Regions from separate parts of the Mus musculus genome. Here region 1 is linked to region 2. The links are chromatin contacts, called in public Hi-C maps. All regions are on one chromosome and are shown on one strand. Each heading gives the region's core, a stretch centred on a gene start, on an enhancer-like site or on the middle of the called end of the contact. The rest is flanking DNA. Distances are from core to core; before and after follow the strand shown.

Region 1 (5,809 bases), core at 1,888-4,387, 110 kb before region 2:
CTGGCTGGGGTGAGGTGAAGCATCCATACGAATTGCTAGAAGCAAGGCCTGCTGCAGCCCTCTGTCTGCCTTCCTCTTTCAGACATGCATTTGCAAACTTTTGGTTAAGACAGCTGGTTCACCATAGGTGCCAGTACCTAAGACTTGACAGCTAGCGACAACAGAAGCCCGTGCAGAACAGCTTGAACATCTGCTGGAGTTGCAGGGCAGGTGGAGTGGGGGCTGGGATGGTGGTGAGGCAGGGGCTATGGCTGCAGTCAGGAAAGGAACTGACTAGGGTCAGGGCCTGGAAAAGCAGGAGGACTTGGAAAGGAATGGCTTTCCTGGGGAGCACTCTGTGGGTGAGTCTCTGTTGCATGAATGAGGGAAGGAGTTTATGAGCAAACAGAAGGCAGAGTTGGGTTACTAAGCAGAGTTTAGTAAGCTACTAGGCATAGTCACTATTCTGACTCTTAGGGCTCTTAGGAACAGATCACGGCTGAATATCCCTCCCTTCCCTAGAAGTTGCCATCACTCTAGGGACAGGATGACTATAACCTTTCTTGCTTGGGGCCTCTCTGGCAGACTCCCTAACCACCACCAGTCAGCTCTATGGTAGCTTGAGAGGTCTGGATTCCAATGCATAGAATAGCCTTGAGTCAGTTGGGGAGATACTGTTAAGAGGCAAAAGGACTGACTTCAGCTCCTGCCTGGGCTGCTGGAACCCACGTCTCTCTAGGTGAACAGTCCTGTCAATGAGCCCAAAGCATGGGCAACTCACTGTCCTAGCCCCTGGGCACAGGCTCCTCTGGCTCTCCACTCTGGCTGTGATTCTTTTGTCTGAGCAGTGTGGCTGCATCCCCCTACTTGCCTGCTCCCAGTCCTCCCTCTGTAAGACTCCTCCCTCTCTCCCTCTTCCCCCACTTCCTTGGATGTAAGGATCTCGTGAGTCACTCCACTTTGAGCTGCCAGATGCCAGATGCAGTTGGACTCAGAGAGGAAGCCAATTTTCCCCCGTTATTTAAACAGAGCCCTGGGCTAATGGAAGCCCCTAACGCTGCCATCCCTGCATTTTTCAGCTGCATAGAGGATGCTTGCCACCTCCCAGGTTCTGTCTGACTGCCCTCCACCCGCTAAACTTGGCAAGCCTGTCTTGCTGCCAGGAGACATGGCACCAGGTCAGCTCACTGCAGCCCAGGGCATACTCAGAGAGGACTCCCATCACTAGGACACTCAAAGCTTTTTTGATCAAAGCCCAGGTTAATCCCCAGGATGTCATCCAAGGAGTTTTCAGGAAGAGCTTCCTCGGTCCCTAGTGCTGTGCTGGTGTTGTGGGGGAGACAGGAAAAAATAAAGATCCTTGTCTTCAAGGAACCGTCTGTTTAGAGAGAGAGAAAAAATTCATACAAAACAGTGGTTCCTGTTTCTCTTCTTGGATCTCCTTCCAGACACGACCTCATTTAATTGCCACAGCTCCTCCGCATGAGGGAAACTCTGAGGCATGAGGAGGCTCTCTGAGAGACTGACTCATCCGGGGTCAAGGCTGTGGTAGTGGGCTGAGTTCTATTCCCCAAAGTTTCACTGAGTCTTCAATCAGTCTAGGGAGGAGACAGACAATTCCTAAGAGAGGAAGTCCAACAACCCCTCTTTCTGCCTTCCTCCAGTGAGATGTGGCCTCCAGGTTGTCCTGGAATGCCTATTTCAACCTCCCTTGGGCTGAGATTACAGGTGTACACCACCATGCCAGGAATTGCATGTAATTCCTACAACCCAATTCTGGGCCCTGCTTCGGTGACTAATCCTGGCAGAGTCCTTTGGAATCCGGTTGGGAGACAAGGAAAGAGAAGGCACCACTATACTCTCATCATTTGGCTCATGGGCAGCATCACATGCCCAGACATCTTTTTCTGATGGCTGACTGGCACCTCAAGGCTGACAATCAGGTGCCATCCATCTGTATCCTTGGCTCCAACATGGAAGTTGGCACATAGATGCCCAGAGAAACTGCACTGAAAATCTTATCATGTGATGACCACCAGCTCAGACCTTGGCAGTCCAAGGTTGAATACAAGGCTCTGGGCTAGCCTCAGACAGCTCCAAGTCTTCAGTTTGGATAGACACTGAGAAGGGCTATGCTACCTGGTCTCTAGCTGAGCAAGGTCTCTAGCTGGTGAAATTCAGGGTCTCCTGCTCCCCCTTCTATTGATCACTTATCTCTAGACTGAAGTGGTTGCCGCCTGCTATGTGTTTGAGGGAAATATCCTGCTCTAGAAAGACACATTTCCCCCATAAACTTGCATTGTGTTTTTTATCGTCTCCTCTAAAGGAAGAGATTCATCTTTTAGTTTATGTTTACAACTGTGTGACTGGAAAAAAAATTAGATTTTCTCACTGGACATTTCTTCAGCCAGACTCTTTCCCTGATCCCTAGAGTCTTTGATCTGGGCCCAAAGGCTGATGCCCAGAGCTTGGGGCCAGAGGCTCCTTGGGCAGGTGGGAATGGCCCCAGCTTTAAGCTGGCTATGGGTCTGGCATGGACTGACATAGGAAGGGCCTTTTGATTCCTGTATGGCTTCCAAGCTGTTGGCCAGAAGGCAAGGACTGGCTAAGAGAACATTGCACAGCTCCAGGCTGTGGAGAGCAAGCAGGAACAGAGCCAATTCCACTGCCCTTTGTCAGACCCAACAGACCACTGATGGTGGTGGAGGAACCCCCTCCTTTAGCAGCCCCCAAGATTGCTGCCTCCTACACAAAGCTTCCCTTACTGCCCATGGTAAAGGTGGCTCCTCCCTCTGTTGGTCTCCTTGTTGGCCTCCTGCCTGATTGATGTCTGTCTCTTAAACTATAATGTGGAGCATATTCACCAGGCAGCCATCCTCACTTCCATGAAAATACCTTGGCTCAAATCTTAGCTCCTTCCTCCTTCATTCTGTGACGCAGACAAGTTGTTTGACCTTTCTGAGTCTGGATGTCCCTGGCTGTCACATCAAGGGTATTTGAATGTAACAGTAGAGCGTTTGATTGAAAACCATGCCCTCCCCTGCCTGCTTTCTTCTCCATATTCTTTCCCAACAGGCACCGTGTTACACTGCATCTGGCTTGGTGCACTGCAGGAGGACCTGGAGCCTGTTTCTTCTGTTGCAGTCTGCTGGCACACATAGGAGGCTCCTCAGAGCCAGCTGGACTGGTAGCACAGAGTGAGCATGGTCCGCCAGGCTGACGCACGGTCAGGGCCAGCTCTGTACTTTCTCATCTGGGATTCCAGGCTAAAGAAATACTATTCAGCCAAATCCAATTCTGAAGGTTGTCCACAGATGTGCTGCCAGCACCAGGCTGGAACTCTTTGGAGTCAGAGGTCATGTCTTACACTCCATCCCCACAGTTCCCCAGGGTCCAGCAAGGGGCATTCATCATGGTTCCTAAATCCCTTTGTGTAAAAGGACAGAGAGTTGATGAGATCCACGTTAACCCGAACGGTGCTGGCAGCTGCTGAACTGGGAGCCTCTGTCATTGAGGGGATTACCCGGACAAACCAGACCCAGGTCAGCAGTACACTGGTCCACCAGCTCAACTCACGGCTCAGTGGATCTTAGTTGTCTGGTTTCATTCACCAAAGAGCTCTCTGGATATAAGTGATACCAGGTAGCTGTGCTTCTCGTTCTGCATATGGGCTTGATTGATTGATGCAGTGACCCTGGGCTAGGGCTAGCAGCCCTGAGTTTTACTTTATTTTTATTTTATACATATGGGGGTTTGCCTGTATGTATGTATATACTTGTACCGACTCTCCGTGTTGTCCAAGCTTGCTTGGTACTCACGATGTAGACCAGGCTGGCCTCAGTCAGGAGGTGATCCTCTTACTTCTGCTTCTCCTAGTGCTGGGGTGACAGACGTGAGCCACTGCATGCTGCTATTATGCTTATTGTAAAGATGAAGAAACTGAGGCAAAAAGAACAGAACCAATCCTGGAGGTGCCTCAGCACCTTGGGGGCAGACAGAGAACTCTCTCATTTATCGGCTCACTGGCACCAGCGTAGAGGTGCTCCTGGGTGGCAGTGGGGGCTCAGGGGATGTGCCGGCTGCTACCCACCTCCCCCCTGCCCACCAGAGGCCTGCTGATCTCTCTCCTCCCTCTGCCTTTTAATTGCTTGGAAACAGAGCTGACGGCAGTGGGAACGGCTCAGCCACCGCGGGTCTCATGACTGGAGGCTTTTGTTTGTTCGCAGAATCATATTTTTACACTCCGGCTTCCGCTAATTTATGCCGCAGACCGAGCTCTCCCTCGCCGAAGATGGCGTGCTGAAGAGAGGGGAGTCGATTCCTGGCTTTATTTAGCCATCCTGGAGCCTATCAGAAGCCAAGCAGGGGATAAATGAACAACAACAAAAAGTAATAATAGCTGGGCTGGGTGTTTATTTTCTAGCGGTTTGCCTCCTCCAACGGGCCTGCCGCGTTCCCTCAGCGCATCCGCCCGTGGAAGCTGTGCTGGGAAAATTAAGCGAGTCCTCATTTAAGATGGAGCAATCAGCCCTGCTAGTTGCTGCTCAGCACCTATAGAGGCTCAGTTTGTCTCAACTCCAGGAGGAGAGGAAAGGGAGGTGGGGAGGCCTTGGAGCAGCCCCCAACACACACACACACACACACACACACACACACACACACACACACACACACCTCTGTGTGTAATGATGAGCCATAGGTGCAGAGCTATAACATCCCATAAGTAAGTGGTCTCCACTGGTGACGATCAGGGAGGGCTTCTTAGAAGAAAGGACTCAACGATCCAAGAATAACGAGCCATTAGCCTGACTTGCAGGAGGTCAGAGGCACTGATGGAGACTGCACTGTTAAGAAAGTAGCAGAGATGGGTGAAGGTTAGCAGTGGAATGGGACTCCATTCTGGAAGCCTAAACGAGAGGGAGATTTCTCTTGTGCAGAGCTCTGGACCTGTAAGTGGGATCTGGGGCAAAACATTTAGCATTGATGATCAATAAAGGCTGGAGGCTCCCTGGCTTGAGAGTATATGCCCAAATGCTCCTGGAAGGCCAGAACACAGAGAATTGTGTTTTAATTAATAACTGAGTCAGGGAGGGCCTGAGTCAGGCCTGTGAGGGTCAAACACATGAACATGAGGTCCTGAAAGCAGTAAGAAAGGGAGAAAAGTGAGTCAGAGCTGGTGCTATGCCTTAGAGCTGGAATGTATCGGGCCCTTACTATGTTCGAGCTCTTAACTCTTTCTTCTACCTTCAGGACATATGTGGCTATCTTGTCACCTGTTGTGGCCACCAAAAGTACTCTAACCAGTGGGCACAGACGTACTGATTATGCTCACCCATCCCAGCCACCCACCATCACCTCCTCATTTATTTTCCTACCCACCTCTGACTCCTCTATCCACACCTGGGCACCAGGCTAGTCCACCCTGCATCACAGCGAGCTGGGCAGTAGAGGCAGTGAGAGTTGGCCAGCAGGCAGCCTGGAGGCCTTTAAAGACAGCATCAACCTAGAGAAAGTACAGAGGGCCTGGCTGCTAGACTCGGAGACTCGGGAAGCTGCTGTGTGAGCTGAGTGCTAAGCAGATTCATCTTCCTGTGGCAGACGCATGTTCCGAGCTCACGGGGACTGATATTTATATACGCACCCGATGCCAATTTATTAATTTATAATAAGATGCTACTCAAGTGCAGCGGATGTTTGTCTTGGCAGATGAGCATCTCTCCCAGTAGGCAGGCTACATGGGAAGCGAATTGCCATCAAAATGCTGCGTTAGTGATTTGCAAGAAGAACTAGAACTTCTGAAGGCCCTAGATGCTGGTTTATGCCTAGCTCT
Region 2 (5,013 bases), core at 738-3,237:
CATTGGAAATGTAAATGAGCTAAATACCTAATAAAAAATTTTTTAAAAAAATGTAAAAAAAAAAAAAAAAAAGAAAAAGAAAAATATCCAAGAAGGATTTTAGGTCCTCCAGTACCCAGCCAAAGTTGTTGGTCTCCTCCTTCACGTCTTCTAGTGGGCAGACTGTGGAAGTAAGAGAAGTGGTGACTTGGAAAGCAGGAGGAGGGACCAGCTTCACAAGTTATATGTGGAGAGACCAAGTTCACTGAGGAGGAAAGGACTAGGTTTGGGGGGAACCACAAAGCTCAATGGGAGAGAGGCTGCCCTGGGTTCTCTGTTTCCCAGGTAAGTTCTTGATTGGGCCAATGAAACCCAGTTGATTAGAGCTTTCACATGTGCTTTCCACATGTGAGGTGGGAAGAAACAAATTTAACCATGAGCCTCCTTAAGAGTATGCTTGTAGTGCTGAGAAATTGTTCCTTGTGTTCCGGCTGTGTTAGCCTACAGGGTCACAGCACAGGGCCCATCACACACCAATGTCAGCCATGTAGAGAAGAGAACTTCAGACCTGGAAGAGGCTCACCTGTCTCACTAGCCTGGTGACATGAGCAGGTATGTCCCTCATCAAAAGTCCCAGACCATTATTGTTGTTCCAGGCAGAGCTGGCAGCAGACAGAACTCTGGGAGCTAGGGCCTCAACCACTGAGCCAGGCAGCAGACAACTGGGTCTCATTCCCTCTCTCTTCCCTTCTCCTGTCTGTCTGTCTGTCTGCCTGCCTGCCTATCTGCCTGCCTGCCTATCTATCTATCTATCTATCTATCTATCTATCTATCTATCTATCTCCTCCTTTTTATCTCTCTCTGTCTCTGTCTCTGTCTCTCTCTCTTGTCTCTCTTTCTCTCTCTCTCTCTCCCTCTCTCTCTCTCTCTCTCTGTTCCCCTCTCTCCCTACCAGCTAACTAGCCCGCAGCAAACAGCTAAATATAGTCCCTTATTCTTTCACTCCGAGGAACTGTCCATCAACATTAATTTCTCAGTTCAGTCATTCTAGCCACAAGCAGCTGCTGCTTCTGGAATGCTCTGAGCTGAACTCAGGCCATCTTTGCTGGGGTGGAGAAAGCACATCTTGAAAGGGCAGCTTTCCAGAGTGGGAAACCCGCATGGACTTTGGAACCAGAGACTAGAGTTTGAGTTTTGGCTTTTCTATGTCCTAGCTGGTCAACCTTAGGCAAGCTCTCAGGTTTCCCTGAGTTTTATTGTCTTCATCTGCATGGTGGGGTTCATAAGGTTGTTAGGATGGTCGATCACGATAATAGATACAGAGCTTCTAGCCGAGCCTTGGGCAGGGATGAGCAGTTGTTTGTTCCCTTGCCTTTATGGAAAGCCATTCTTGCCTGCCCCACAATTGCTTAGAATCTAGAATTAGGCTGGCTAAGGTGGCCTCAGTGAGATTGGCGATCAGGTCTACACATACTATCTGTCCCTGACTTTCCTCTTTGACACTATGTAGCTGTCATATGTGCTTCCTGGGGAACCAGATTACCACCCCCTCACTGCTACTCTCTCCCTACCACCCACACACATATGAAGCCAAGCATCAGAGATAGGTAGTTGGAACATGCAACATACAAACACCCACCATGCCAACTCACATACAAGCATTCCCAGATATTCACAGATTCAGAGGCCCAGGTACATCCAGACACACAAAACAGCACACGGACTCATCATACCTGAGCATGCCAGGATGGATACAAATGAGGCCACTGACAATCTAGGTGGACTTACAGAGACACAAACAAGTGCAAAAGGACAAAGGAAACCACGCACATGTGCATGAATACATGCACATTGGCTGGCTTTGTGTGCAAGTGTACCACCCCCACTGGATGACAGAAGCCTAAAAGCATGGAGGCAGACCCTCATGCAGCACACAGAGAGCCCTAGTGTGGCTGCCTGAAACACAGAGCCTTTGCCTGGCTCCTACTCTTCAGCCCTGAGCCAGGCTTGGGCTCTGGTGTGTAAAAAGGCTTTGGCGTCCTCTGCTGACGACAGTGTTGCCTGCAGCCTGCATCAGCCTTGGGGAGAAAGAACTAAGACTGCAACTAGGGTAGGAAATGAAAGCAGAAAGGAGGTAAGTTGTGAAGAGAGAAGAGACGAGAACCTGGCAACGTTCTGCTGCTAAAGTTGCCAGGATTAAGATCCACTTACAGCTCTCGACTCCTGAGACTTCTGGGTGGCATACTGGGCAGTGTGGCATGCACTTCTGGAAGCATCTCTGGCTGCAAATCCCCAAACGGAGTTGTGCCCTGAGCGGGGCACCTTTTTACTTCTTCCAGAAAAGCCAACGCCTGGCCAGACTGTCAGTCCTGATGAAGCGTGAGCAAGGAGCTGGACAGACAGAGGGATGGCGCCCTCACTGCCCACCATTGGCTTCCTAACTGTGGCTTCATCTGCAATGATCAGGAAACATGTAGTTGCCATGAGTGTAAAATAACAGTCACACAGCTGTTCTACCGGAAGTGAGGATATGATTAAGGTCATGGTCTTGGCCATGGGCTTCACACAAGAAGAAGGGTAGAGCTTTGTCCCAGGCCGTGCAGGTGCCGTGACACCCTGGGAGGTGAGTGACAGGTAGGGTGGACAGTGTCACATCTCTGCAGAAGACCAAAGTGTCACTGATAGAGTTCTGCTGGGAGCACCAGTCGTGACTAGCTAACCTGGCTTCTCTGTGGGGCTTCCCTCTTGCTCTCAGTTGAGGCTGCTGCCTGAGCTGTGCTGCTCACCTGCACCTGTGCACCTAGCCCAGGCTTGACCAGAAGGTGATCATGAAGAGGCACTTCTTTTCCTTGGCAGGACTTAGAAGTTACTTGGAAACGGCCAGTGGTCTGTCTGTGGATGAGTAAAGAAAGGCAGCAAGAAACAAAATCCAGAAGCTGACAGGATGTGCTCAGTTTTCCTGGTCTTTCTTGCTGAGTGATGGGGGTCCTGATGACATCTGACATTGTGGCTGCACCCCCCAACTCTGCTGTCACCTTAAACTACTGTGACAGTCCCCTTTCAACCCCCAAGTCTCCTGTTGATTTCCTACCAGTGTCACAGGCACTGCCTTAGTCACTGTTCTATTGCTATGAAGAGACACCATGACAATGGCAACTCTTTTAGAGGAAAATGTTTAATTGGGGCTGCCTTACACTTTCAGAGGTTCAGTTCATTATCATCATGGCAGGGAACGTGACAGCAGGCATGCTGGAGCGATACCTGAGAGCTGTGATGTGAAGGCAGAGAAAGAGAGAGAGAGAGAGAGAGAGAGAAAGAAGGGGGAGGGAGGGAGGGAGGGAGGGAGGGGACACATTGGCCTGTGTGTGAGCTTTTGAAACCTCAAAGCCCACCCATGCCAGGACTGCCAAGATTCTGCAAGATATGCAAGGCCTGTACTGGAATGCATCTACCATTGTTCTTTAGTATAGAGTCATGGTGCCAGTTTCTGAGACAGAACTGTGTCATGAGTAATAGGTGAGATGCTGGCATAATGACTGTCCCTGAGGTAAGAGGCCAGATGGTAGCACATCATCTGGCAATCCCTTTGGGGAATGGGCTCTGTATTTTGAAGGAGCTGACTGGGGAGTCTGAGAGTGGGACCCACGTGGCTGATACATCACTATAGCCCTGGCTGAAGACATGCTCCACTCATGACCACTCCAGACCATCCCAGAAACAGGTTCCTTCCAGATACCATCTTCCTCCTTCCCTGAAAGAGTGGGGCATGATTCTAGAGGGACTGTACCTGGGGAAGGGAACAGCCTGGCAATTTGGGACACTGGGCACCTGAAAGTGGCCCTGTTAACAGGTAAGGTGCCTTGTTAAGTTGACCCCTGCCACCTTCCAAGCTTAAGCCATTAGCTGGGGATGGTATTTGGAAGTAGTTCTTAGATGAAGTGAAGAGGAACAGGGGACATTTTCACACACACACACACACACACACACACACACACACACACACACACACACACACCTCCAAACAGACACACAGGCTTGAGCAGATGAAGAGTTGAGGATGGATGTCTTGTATGTCAGAGTCACCTGGTGCTGTGTAGCGCTGTCCTCTGTCCTTTAGTTAAAATACAACCGGATAACTGGAAAGATCGCCTAGGTGGGTGTGATTCTGCACAGCCCCTGTGTTTGGGGTGGAAGGATCATAAGATTATTTTTTTTAAGAATTATTTATTTTCATTGTATGTGTGTGTGTGTGTGTTGACTGCATGCAAGTGCACTGCATGTGTGCCTGCTGCCTTGGGAAATCAGAAGAAGGCACTGAATTCTCTGAAGTTGTAAACCACCCATGCCCTGCTAGGAACTGAACCTGAGTCCTCTGCAAGAGCAGCAAGTGCTCTTACCTGCTGATCCATCTCTCCATAGCTGAAAAAAAGACATAAAATTTTATTAAAAAAGGAAGATTGTACAGAAGAGCAAACATATCTGCACATATGCTTAACACACACACACACACTCACACACACACACACACACACACACACACCTACAAATGCTGAGGACCTTTGAAAAGATTCTGCTCCATGAAAGGAGATAGCTGTGTCTTCCCAAGTGAGACAAACCAAAGGGACCCATTTCTCCTCCCCGGCCAGGGAGTTCATTGAGGACTGTTAAGCACTGCTAAATGCTATTAAGAACTGTGAAATACTGTCAGTATTGTTAGTTCTGGGTTGGATTCCCATTAAGTCTTTATTGTAATACTCTTTTAATGATTTCTGTGGATGACTTACCTTGTCAAAAGCAAGCATTTGACAGGGCCTTCCCTTATGCCTGGTAGCCTTAAGTGAGGAGCTGTCAGTCAAGTGGCCCCTTAACTGGCAAGCAGCCAGACTACTACAAAGGCAGCCCAGTGGCTTGGGGCATTTGCAATCACTCTGAGGTTGTTCTAACCTCTGCAGAGGCCCACTAAAGGCATGTTCCAAGCGTGACCTCTCCAGACTGTCTCTGCAGACTTTAAAAGGTAGTGCTCTATGCAAGACA

The links. A called contact is a pair of places that touch in the nucleus more often than the background predicts.
Region 1: a contact with region 2 is called in a Hi-C map of cortical neurons, with 3 times the contacts expected there. The contact joins two enhancer-like sites. A contact is called at or near these places in 6 of 484 Hi-C or Micro-C datasets (cerebral cortex, cortical neurons, embryonic stem cells and 2 more) and 4 of 115 datasets of contacts at active chromatin or transcription factors (SST interneurons, astrocytes, embryonic stem cells and 1 more).

Annotation. Positions count from the first base shown.
Region 1 is chr9:58,437,604-58,443,412 of GRCm38.p6, reverse strand. No RefSeq gene overlaps it. Among named protein-coding and RNA genes, the nearest start is that of 4930461G14Rik, 15 kb to the left of the region's middle. Within about 2 kb of position 3,137, at least 93 of the 459 cell types and tissues checked have an H3K27ac peak or open chromatin away from gene starts, as enhancers often do. A contact at or near this core is called in cerebral cortex, cortical neurons and forebrain, where this site is marked.
Region 2 is chr9:58,327,470-58,332,482 of GRCm38.p6, reverse strand. No RefSeq gene overlaps it. Among named protein-coding and RNA genes, the nearest start is that of Loxl1, 17 kb to the right of the region's middle. Within about 2 kb of position 1,987, at least 22 of the 459 cell types and tissues checked have an H3K27ac peak or open chromatin away from gene starts, as enhancers often do. A contact at or near this core is called in cerebral cortex, cortical neurons and forebrain, where this site is marked.